3 separate regions of the Drosophila melanogaster genome follow, and regions 1 and 2 are each linked to region 3. A link is a contact called in public Hi-C data. All regions are on one chromosome and are shown on one strand. The core of a region is the stretch at or near the end of the contact, and the rest is flanking DNA. Distances in the headings are between cores, read along the strand shown.

Region 1 (3,110 bases), core at 47-2,546, 71 kb after region 3:
AATATATATACACTTAAGCTAAATGAATTCAATATATACAAAATATATATACATCAATATTTTAAATAAACTGAGAGGCAGAAGGTCGCGTTGCTTTTGTTGAACGGAAGCGAAAGAATGGAACCAAATAAATTGTATGCTAAACTACAAAGAGTTTTCTTTAATTTGAATCAGATAAAATATTTGGTTAATGACACAAACACACATCTTTCAAGAGAGCTTAATCTTGAAATCGAATACAGCATCTTAAATATTTTGAGATTTCCATACTTATTTTTAAAATTGATTTTATTAAAATAAAATTAAACTTAATTTATGAGTTTGGTTATCAGTTGTAAGCTTCCTGATTCACAAGCTTTACATGATTCGTTAATTGAAATCGAACACGATGTCAAATAACATTAGCAGTTTTATTTGAGCTTTAACAAGATTGATCCATTAAAAAGGATTTAATGAATGCGATTATTATTCCAAATTCTTTTATTTCTTGTGATATTTTGACTAAAGTTGTATTATGAAAATACAGTCGAAAGAATTTTCAGCTTCCTCCTAAGCAAGAATTCATGGACTTGGTGAAATATTTTATTACATACAATATGATGAAGTCTGTTGTTATCCTGCAGAAATACATTACATATGTACATACACATATGTAACTCCAAAACATTACGTAAGGAGCTTACGTTTGTGGCGTAAGCCGCTATAAAGTGCGCGAAATGAAGCTGCGCGTCCTCTGCCAAGGACAATGCCCAACAGCATCCTGCCTCCCCGTGTCCTTTGACCCCTCTACCTCCCCGTTCTCTCCCACATATTTCAGTGACGTGATAAAATTCCATACTCTACCTATGAGTTTACCCAATATTTGTGACGTCAACGAAACGTTTATCGTACTTAAAGCGCGTTTGGAAATTTAGAATAAGCCGTAACCGCAAAAACAAAATTACTGAGAGATGAAAGTACAACAACAACTACATATGCAAAGGGGGAGATGAAAGAGAGAATAAGAACATGAGCGTAAATTTCCCAAAGCAAAAACAAAGTACTACGCAGCACGGAAAAAAATCACTTCTGTTTTTGAATTGGCCTAACATATTTTTTCAACCTAATAGGCGTTATTATACCTCTTTAATTATTACAGAGCCTTTTGGTATTTAAGAGAATATCTCTCTTATACCATCAAAGAATGAATAGCCATAAACAGCACGTATTTTCTCTCTGTGCATCGGTGTATTTGGAGTGCTTTTCTGCCGCTGTGCCGCTGCGAACGTCGACGAGGGAGGCCCGTCTATATCAATGCTATCAGTCGTTTTTGCGAATTCGAGGCGCGCGGTTCTGTTCCAGAAGCCCGCAGGAGGATTCCATTGGAACGAACCACTGATTTTGTCGTACATGTCCAAGTAACGGGGTGTTTTAAGTGCGTGCATGTGAACTGTAATTTCGTCCGCCGCTGTATATTTTAATATAATTACGTGCACTTTCTTTGTGCAAAAAAAACGGAACAAATCGAAAAAAAAGGGGAGATAAAGGAAAGTCTCTCTCTTCAAAGGACAATTCAAGTTCACGAATTCGAGTGGGAAGCTGCAGGGGCAACAACAAAACTCGTGTTTTTGTTTTTTACGCGGGTAAGTTCGATTTTCACCCGGTCTTTTGAACGTAGTTTGAGAGCCATTGGCATTTCCGAAAAAGCGACAAATAACACAGAACACCAAAATTTATACCAATCTGCCGGACAAAGTGATAAATTACCGGCTAGGGGGAAAAGCAGAAAAATATTTCAAAATAAATACAGAAACCTGAAACAACTTGAGTTCATTTTTAGTACAAATATACGTACCCATATCAATGTGAAACCTGTGTGAAAATAGCAGGTTTATATTTTCAAAATTTTCCACTGTTTTTAAAATATTGAAAAAAGAATTCATCTGATTATGCGATGCTTTTTTGCACTAATGACTTTTTATGATGACTTATTCTAAGAGATTTTAATATTTAAACTTTGAAATTTTAAACAAGTTTTCAAAATTTTTGATATAATTAAATTCCAATCAAGTCTGGAATTTTTACGAAATTTCGAATAGTTAAGTGTTTCTATCAATCAAAAGTGTTAAAAATTAATTTTTAGGTTTAAGTTTCACGATTATTTATAATTTATAGTTAGAATTAACTCAATTTTATTTATGATACAATTGGCGATAGTAATATAGTTTTACCTTGTCACGGGATACTGAAAACCAAACAATAAATAATTAACACAGATTACCATTAATATATAAAAACATATCGAAAACTTGTTGAGCATTAGGAAATATATATTTTTTGACGTCACAGATGAAGCCGAGAGGAAATGAAATTTTAAAATGAGCGTCAACGCAAAAAAATGTTGTTTGCCGATAAAAAGTATTACACTTTAATATTCTAAGTACTAGCGCAGATAGAGATTACAACCAGTAAAAGAATTGTATAAAAGAATTGTGAAAAATACATAAATTCATAGAGAAAGAGGGAGAAGTAAACCATTTCTAAGCGGCTTCTCGTGTCTTTTCCATTTCATTGTGTAAAATTGAAAGTGGTGCACTTGGTCAATCAGCGCATTTCCCTCTTTTAAATTTGTGTAGTAGAAATATGTCAGGGGTTGGAGCTCCCTAGTCTAAGCACTTGCCATGCGAATGTTTCGACAGTAAACAATGATTAATTAGGGACTGTGACATGCGTTTGGGAACTGAACTATGTCTATAGGGTCGAGTGGGGAACATGTTATTCCGCCTTCGATGGGGGAAAAGCTTTGTGCTGAGTTAAGCGTAAACTTGATGAGACACTGGAACGTGCCAAATGTCCACATGGTCTGTAAACAAATTCGATTCATAAAATACACGATCTACACACTTATTTATGGCATGATCCATCCCACTCTGCTAGCGTTAAATTCCCGAACATAAGTTTCCCAACCGCAAAGTACTTCCAGGTATCTGCCCAGCGATCTGAAAAAAACCCACTGGGCAAACCTTTCCAACCAAGTTATTGTCAAAATTCGATTTTTTTATATTAGTATGGGAAGGGGTATTATAAAAACTGGAAATAGAATCACGTACTTTGGAGAATCGCGAGAAATT
Region 2 (3,414 bases), core at 408-2,907, 93 kb before region 3:
TATCATTTGTTCATTTGTATCTTCAGGGTCCGGTTCATATTTGATGGTGTTTTGACAGTGACTTTGTTTTTCTGAATTTTCTTCTAATATTTGTGCTCCTCCAGATTTTCTTAAAAACTTTATTTATTTATTAATATTCAAATTATTTATTATTTAGGTTTTTTGGACAGCTGATCAGTCATTGCTTTTAAGGTGACCAGTTTTTTGACTATCGATCTTCATTGATCGGGCCTCTATCGTTTCGATATCGATATAATTTAAGGGAACAATAAATCATTATTGGGTCATTATATTTTTGTAATGTAATGTAATTGGATAATAAAAAATAAAATATAGTTCCGTTGTGTTTGATCTTTTTTGTATTACATGGGACTTCTTTTAATAAATGTTTCATTTGGGTCTTAAATTAGCTAAAATGTAAAACTGTAAGGGTATGTAAGCAACGGTTTTCTTTTTAGGTATCTTACCTACTTCTTATAAGATATTTATGTATAAAAGAATATTCTTATAAATATATAGAGTCGATGAAGTGGCCGAATGATTACACTTTAGATATTGTATTCTTTTAGTTTCATAAAAAAACGTGATTTTTGAGAACTTTTAAGAAAAAAAATTTTCATTTAATAAGAGAGCATATCATGCAAGTCCCTTGACCTATCATGCTTGACCTCATATATGCATATATGAGACACATATCAGCAGAAGCTATTACATTACATTCCTGCCAAACTAATCCCTTACCTTGCGACCCATTTGGTGCTCTCCTAGATCTGCTCGAGTTCCTTGTCGGCCTTTTTGCAGAATGAATCTAAGAGTTGGAACCCGAAGCTACTGGCAGGTGCCATGTTTATGGCGACGTCGCAGGACCGTAAGCCGTAGTAGCTGTGGCTGAACTCTAAGGATATGCGATAAACCTCGGCGCAAAAGATGTGACTATAATTCAAATGATCGTGCATTATGTGTTGAAGCTGGACCAACTTGGCCAAGTATCTCATTTGACTGTGGGTCAGTGGACGAGCAGTGAAGTTACGCTGCGACTCACAGCCTCCAGTCACCTTCTCCATGGGTAGTCCGAAGACGAGAGATATAGCCTCTGGCAAGGTGTACGGAATTCTTGTGTTGCTGCTCAGGCATACAGCCACAAAGGTATCAAATATTCCTCCCAACGAGATGCGTTGCCTATGCAACAGATGATCGGCGATCCGGTGGCTGTAGTGGATTACCTTGCGCGGCTGATCCGCCTCCAGAATCTTGGCCAGTTCCAGAAATATCAAGCCAAGGGCCTTGATGTCGAAAATGTACGTTCCATTGCACGTGGCTACCACCAAAATAGACGTGGGGTGATGTCGTCCGTAAAAACTGGGCTCCACCAGCAGCGATATGATCTTCTGATCCTTTATGTCCTTTAGTGCACTGTGGTATGTGGTATCCACCTGGTATATCAAAACAATTCGATCTAGTTGCTTCTCCAGGATTTCCAGTTCTCGTTTTCCGAAAGGGTAACGAATGTTTTCCGGGAGACTGTCCAGAGCAAAGCTCTCGTTTCCATCGCTCTTGTTCATTGTAATTTATGCTAATTTGCCTTAAGTTACTTTAAATACCAATTTTAATAGAAACTAACCTTTTCGGATAATAAAAGCTTTGAAAAGAACAACGACAGCAAATTTATCGATATCAAGAATTACATTGGAATCGAGATGGTATAAGGACAACAATTATCAGAACTATCGATTACCTTCCGACTTAGTTGATACACATTCCTCGGTTGGCTTACACACTCACCTCATTTAGCCAGGTCACACACCACACTGAAAAAATTAAATAAAAATCAATAGAGAATGCTATAGTCGACTTCCCCGACTATCTATCAGATACCCTTTACTCAGCCAGTAGAACGAAAGCGAAATTTCATAATTTTTTTGGGATATCGATAGATATTGAAGAATAAAATGAGGAAAAATTAAAAAATTGTGGGCGTGGCATTTCAAAGTGTGGCAGTCGTAATGTTTGAACTTTAGCATTAATTTGAGGTGTCTGTTTAGAAAGCACTTGTATTACTTTCTATTAACTATTAATAAGAAATACATTTTTTAATTACTACTTCCGGAAAAATGTCAAAATGCTTATGTGTGCTATTACTTGCTAACATTTATAGTCTTAAGACGCCCATTACTTAACCAAGTTTAAAGGAGCTTTGCCTTACAGCTCACCTATAATTAAGGGCATAGATAATGGAACTGGATTGGTTGCCAGGATATTGAATCGCTTATGATTTGACCACAAGTTAATCACCGACGATGCCCGAAGATTTGTAGCAATCCGATCGATTTGCTAACGGCCAGCTCACGGCAGGGGCCAGTCTAAAGTGGTCATCACCGCAAAATGGAACAAATAAGTGCTTCTTCGCAAATCCGCACCTTTCGCTCCGGCTAATAATAAAACCCGAAGCGATTGCACTGCAAAAGGTTAATTGGTTTGTAAGCGCATTGGATGGAAAACGACGAAAATAAAAAAGTGAAAGAAGATGGCAAAGGAGGTTTGCACACAATACTGGCCGTAATTCCAGGCAGCTGACTCAATCTAATTGGCGCACGCGGCGCATACTTAATGCGCTTAGATGCGGGCCCAGTGCTCCGCTTTCAACATTGCCATTTATATTGCCATTGGCACTGCAGGAGCCGCTTTGGTCCTTGTAATTAAATCGCGGCCCAGGCAACTGCAACATCACCGAATTGAGCCGTTCAAAGAGCAAATCAGGTTTAATTTTAATGCCCTGCTAAGTAAATTGAGTGTACCAAATATATCGCATTTGCTTATCTTCTTTGGGCTGTTGGATCTGCAAATAAATGTAATTGCTGACATATATGTAGTTAATATATACATAAATTTGGTGATATAAAATAAAATAATACATAAAGTAAATATTTAACTAAAAATGTATACAATACTGTCTTATTTTAAGATATGAATTACTTAGGTATATTTTAAATAATAAATAATTAATAATAAATAAATAAAAAAAAAGTTGATATTTTCTAAAACACGGCACATTACTATAAAGTAAACATTATTATTCCTGAATGTCCAAATCAAAGCAAATAAAGCTTACCTAATTACAAAACTATTGTCGAACAAAAAAAATCTAAGAGGCAAGAGACAAGTTCCCTATTATAATTAATATCATAAACAGCATTTTTCCATTGAATAATGAGGCAAATAACCAGGACTTTGCTTCAAAGCTCCCTTTTTGTTTAGTTTGCGTTTTGTTTCCGCTTTGCGCGTTGTCAATTATTGTTGCATACTTTGTGGCGAACAATGCAAAATGGTTAATGAGAGTGGTGGTGGTGGTGGCCCTCGGGTTTTACGGGCATTTGCGGGGTCTTTGGTTGGTGTTACAGGCTAACAAGAAAATCC
Region 3 (3,076 bases), core at 472-2,971:
GCATTTAAAATGTCTTCGAGTTTTTTGGTGCGAAGCTTTTCTGTGATGTTTGTTTTAATGACTTACCATTTTCGCCAATTTGTTGCGCTGTTTTGTTGCCTTTCATAATTGCATGACCCATCGATGCCTCAAAATGTTGTCAAGTTCTTACATTCGCAATTGGGTCATTTTCTCATACCTTTTAAAAAATGATTTCTCAGCCCTAAGTAAATATTCAGCGAGCCGGGCTTCGTTTTCAATTTGTAATATCCTGCGTTGCAAATTACGATGGACCAAGAACTAAAGTCTTGAAGCTGGAAGGATAAGGATGGAGTAAAAATGCGGAAGTTGACGCCACGGTCTCTTATAGTTTTCCAGGTAAATTTCTGCTCACATTTTCTACATTAGTCAGCATTAAAAATTTATTTGCTTTGAGTAGATTACACGCACCCGCAACAACAACGCTACGGGGCGGATTTTCCGAGCGGTGGAAGGACGAACCAGAAGTAACGGCTTCTAAAGTTTCTTCTCTTTTTTTTTTAACCGCATACCATGGGATAGAGACGTAAGGAGTACGAGATAACTGGGATATAAAAAGGGGGGACAGGCAGAGAAAAATGCCAGCTTCATGGGGTTTTTGGGGTGGATGGGTGGCTAGGTGGTTGGCAAAACAAATGAGCTGACTGCAAATTAAGTGCAGCTGCCAGTTTCACTTGGCCACGGCAACTACTTTAAACAAACTTTAACTGCGCTTTAAGTTTTCATTCACAGGGCGTGGCGAAGATCATAAATCCCTGCGATGCCCTCAACTTTTAAATAATGATGTCCGTCGTCACATTAACATAACGAGCTCTACATGCATACACCCCATCCAATTGTCTTGGTTTATCCAACTATTTGATCAATTAATTACACCCTCAAAAGCCAGTGTAAAATGCAAATATGGCTGGCTTTTCGAGTGGTGGAGTGTTTATTGTGTGTTGGCTAAGACAGTAACATTGTGAAACTATACTTAATTAACTATAGCTTTCACAAACTTCGCGTGCGCTTCTTTTCAAACTCTTCTCTCATCTCTTCTGTATGTATCGATATCATACCGCTTAATTATTTACAAACTATCGGCTTATGCCTTAATTATTTCTGGACAACAATCCGCTCATTCTTTTAACGCGATTATTGAATTTAATATAATATAATACGTTTAAGTATGTATATTATAAGCCAGACCATCAACCAAATAGTGAAACACTCTCAATGTTCTAACTATTCAATAATAATTTTATTTAAGCAAACGATAGAACTGTACTCTCTCGTTGTCTGCAAGCGAATAGCACGATTACTCTCTAACATGCATGGAAGAGGCAACAATGACAGAGTACAAAGAGAACAATAATAGAGCGCGTTTTCTCTTACATGATCCTCTTAATTTCATCACTCTCCACATACACGCAACTTTGCATAAGTGTGACTTTTGTATTATCAACAGCGATAATAACAAGTAACATGTAATAACCAATGCTCGAGAAGGAAATACCCTGTATGTTGTATTGTCATTAGCAATAGTGTTCAAAATAATATAATTCATAGTTATAGCTCCGCAACTAGAATTATATACCAAATCAAAATCAGTGAAATAAATTTAGACAAAAGTTATAATAACATTAGGTAGCCTAAACCACCTCGAAAGTATAGGGTATGGTATTATTGCCGTCACAATGAAATTGTCTCATAGCTAAAGAGCAATATACCTTCAAATCGAGACCGTATCGGACGTTTCTTAGCGAACATTTTTACTTTTATACATATATACTTTAATATACATATATATGTAGAGATATATATACAGTTTCCTGCCATAAAATGAAAACCCAAATAACAGACATTAATCATTTTGCTTTCTTTCGCATACTCGACATTCTGAAGAAAAACTGTGAAACACAGCATGGCGATGAAACTGAGGAGATCATAAAATACGCTGATATCCTTAATTTCGCTACCGCAAGCTTTAAATTTACACGAATCGTTAGGGACTGGGATATACATTTCTACACACGTTTGGCGATACATGAGTTGCATGTAGTTCCGCGGAGAAATATAACCATAAACCTTGACGCGATGTATAAAACTCTAAATGCAGAAACAGAGGAAGGAAGAAAGCATTTGGTGAACATCATAACTAGTATCGTATCAAATCCCAGTATTCGAAGACTTAAACTGAATAATCTCGATGCATTCTTTTACGAGGAGCACTCGAGTTTCGCTGATGAAATTTTAAAGATATTGCAATTGAAACGTAACAGCAAACCAATTGAGTTAATTCTTAATATACCAGGTAAATGGAATCCGTGTCTACACGCATATATTTTTCTATAACATAATTTTTACATTGCAGGTCGTGAAATACGTAACCTTCATGGCTTTCGAAATATCTCCAAGCTCATCCTAACGGCATCTATTGAAATTTCTGACCTTGAGAAATTTTGCCTTTATAACCCTAAATTGAGTACCTTGGAAGTGAATCAAAGTCACTTTTCCGACCATGGAAAGCTAGCTCAAATCGTTCCCCACTGCTCCAATTTAAAGAATTTAAAATTTATACTGGATGATAATGCATGGGATAATGATTACGTCAGACTATCGCGTTTAAATAGGCTACAAAAATTGATAATTCTGCTGCCTGAAAATAATGAAAATGATATGGAAATCGACATTGAATCGCACGAAGAAGAAGAAGATATGGGCATGTACTTCGAGGAAATTGGAGCAGTCTCAACTTATACGCGGTCCATTCCAATCTTTCAGCTCCTTAAAGCTTTACACGAAAAGGAAAAATCTACACTAAGGGAATTGCGTTTAGGTTTTAACATTGATGATGAAATGGTACAGCTTATTTCGAAATTAAATGAACTACGAGGGTTGGAGTGCGGATTTTATGATCCTAAAAGCGTTAGCCATTTTGTACAACACCCAAATCTTAAACGATTAAGCACACTCAATAAGGCTTCAATAATTACCGATGATTATGCAGCTTTGCTAGAAAAACAATGCACTATCTCAAATTTAGACACAAAAATTATTTTTAATGCTAAGGGAACCC

What was found. A called contact is a pair of places that touch in the nucleus more often than the background predicts.
Region 1: a contact with region 3 is called in a Hi-C map of the Kc167 cell line, with 2.2 times the contacts expected there. A contact is called at or near these places in 6 of 107 Hi-C or Micro-C datasets (the Kc167 cell line, the OSC cell line, the S2 cell line and 1 more) and 2 of 7 datasets of targeted methods (the Kc167 cell line and the S2 cell line).
Region 2: a contact with region 3 is called in a Hi-C map of the Kc167 cell line, with 2.6 times the contacts expected there. A contact is called at or near these places in 14 of 107 Hi-C or Micro-C datasets (the Clone 8 cell line, the Kc167 cell line, the ML-DmBG3-c2 cell line and 5 more) and 3 of 7 datasets of targeted methods (the Kc167 cell line and the S2 cell line).

Annotation. Positions count from the first base shown.
Region 1 is chr3L:12,841,292-12,844,401 of dm6, reverse strand. nebu (nebulosa) reads left to right here and starts at 1,296. Exons shown (of 5, transcript NM_168523.2): 1 at 1,296-1,622. It overlaps CG10948, which reads left to right. Exons shown (of 7, transcript NM_168524.2): 7 at 1-148.
Region 2 is chr3L:13,005,060-13,008,473 of dm6, reverse strand. It overlaps CG11263, which reads right to left and starts at 1,657. Exons shown (of 1, transcript NM_140361.2): 1 at 593-1,657. The coding sequence starts at 1,562. The coding sequence ends at 765. It also overlaps the pseudogene CR14117.
Region 3 is chr3L:12,912,291-12,915,366 of dm6, reverse strand. CG32115 reads left to right here and starts at 1,721. Exons shown (of 2, transcript NM_168529.2): 1 at 1,721-2,311; 2 at 2,372-3,076. The coding sequence starts at 1,840.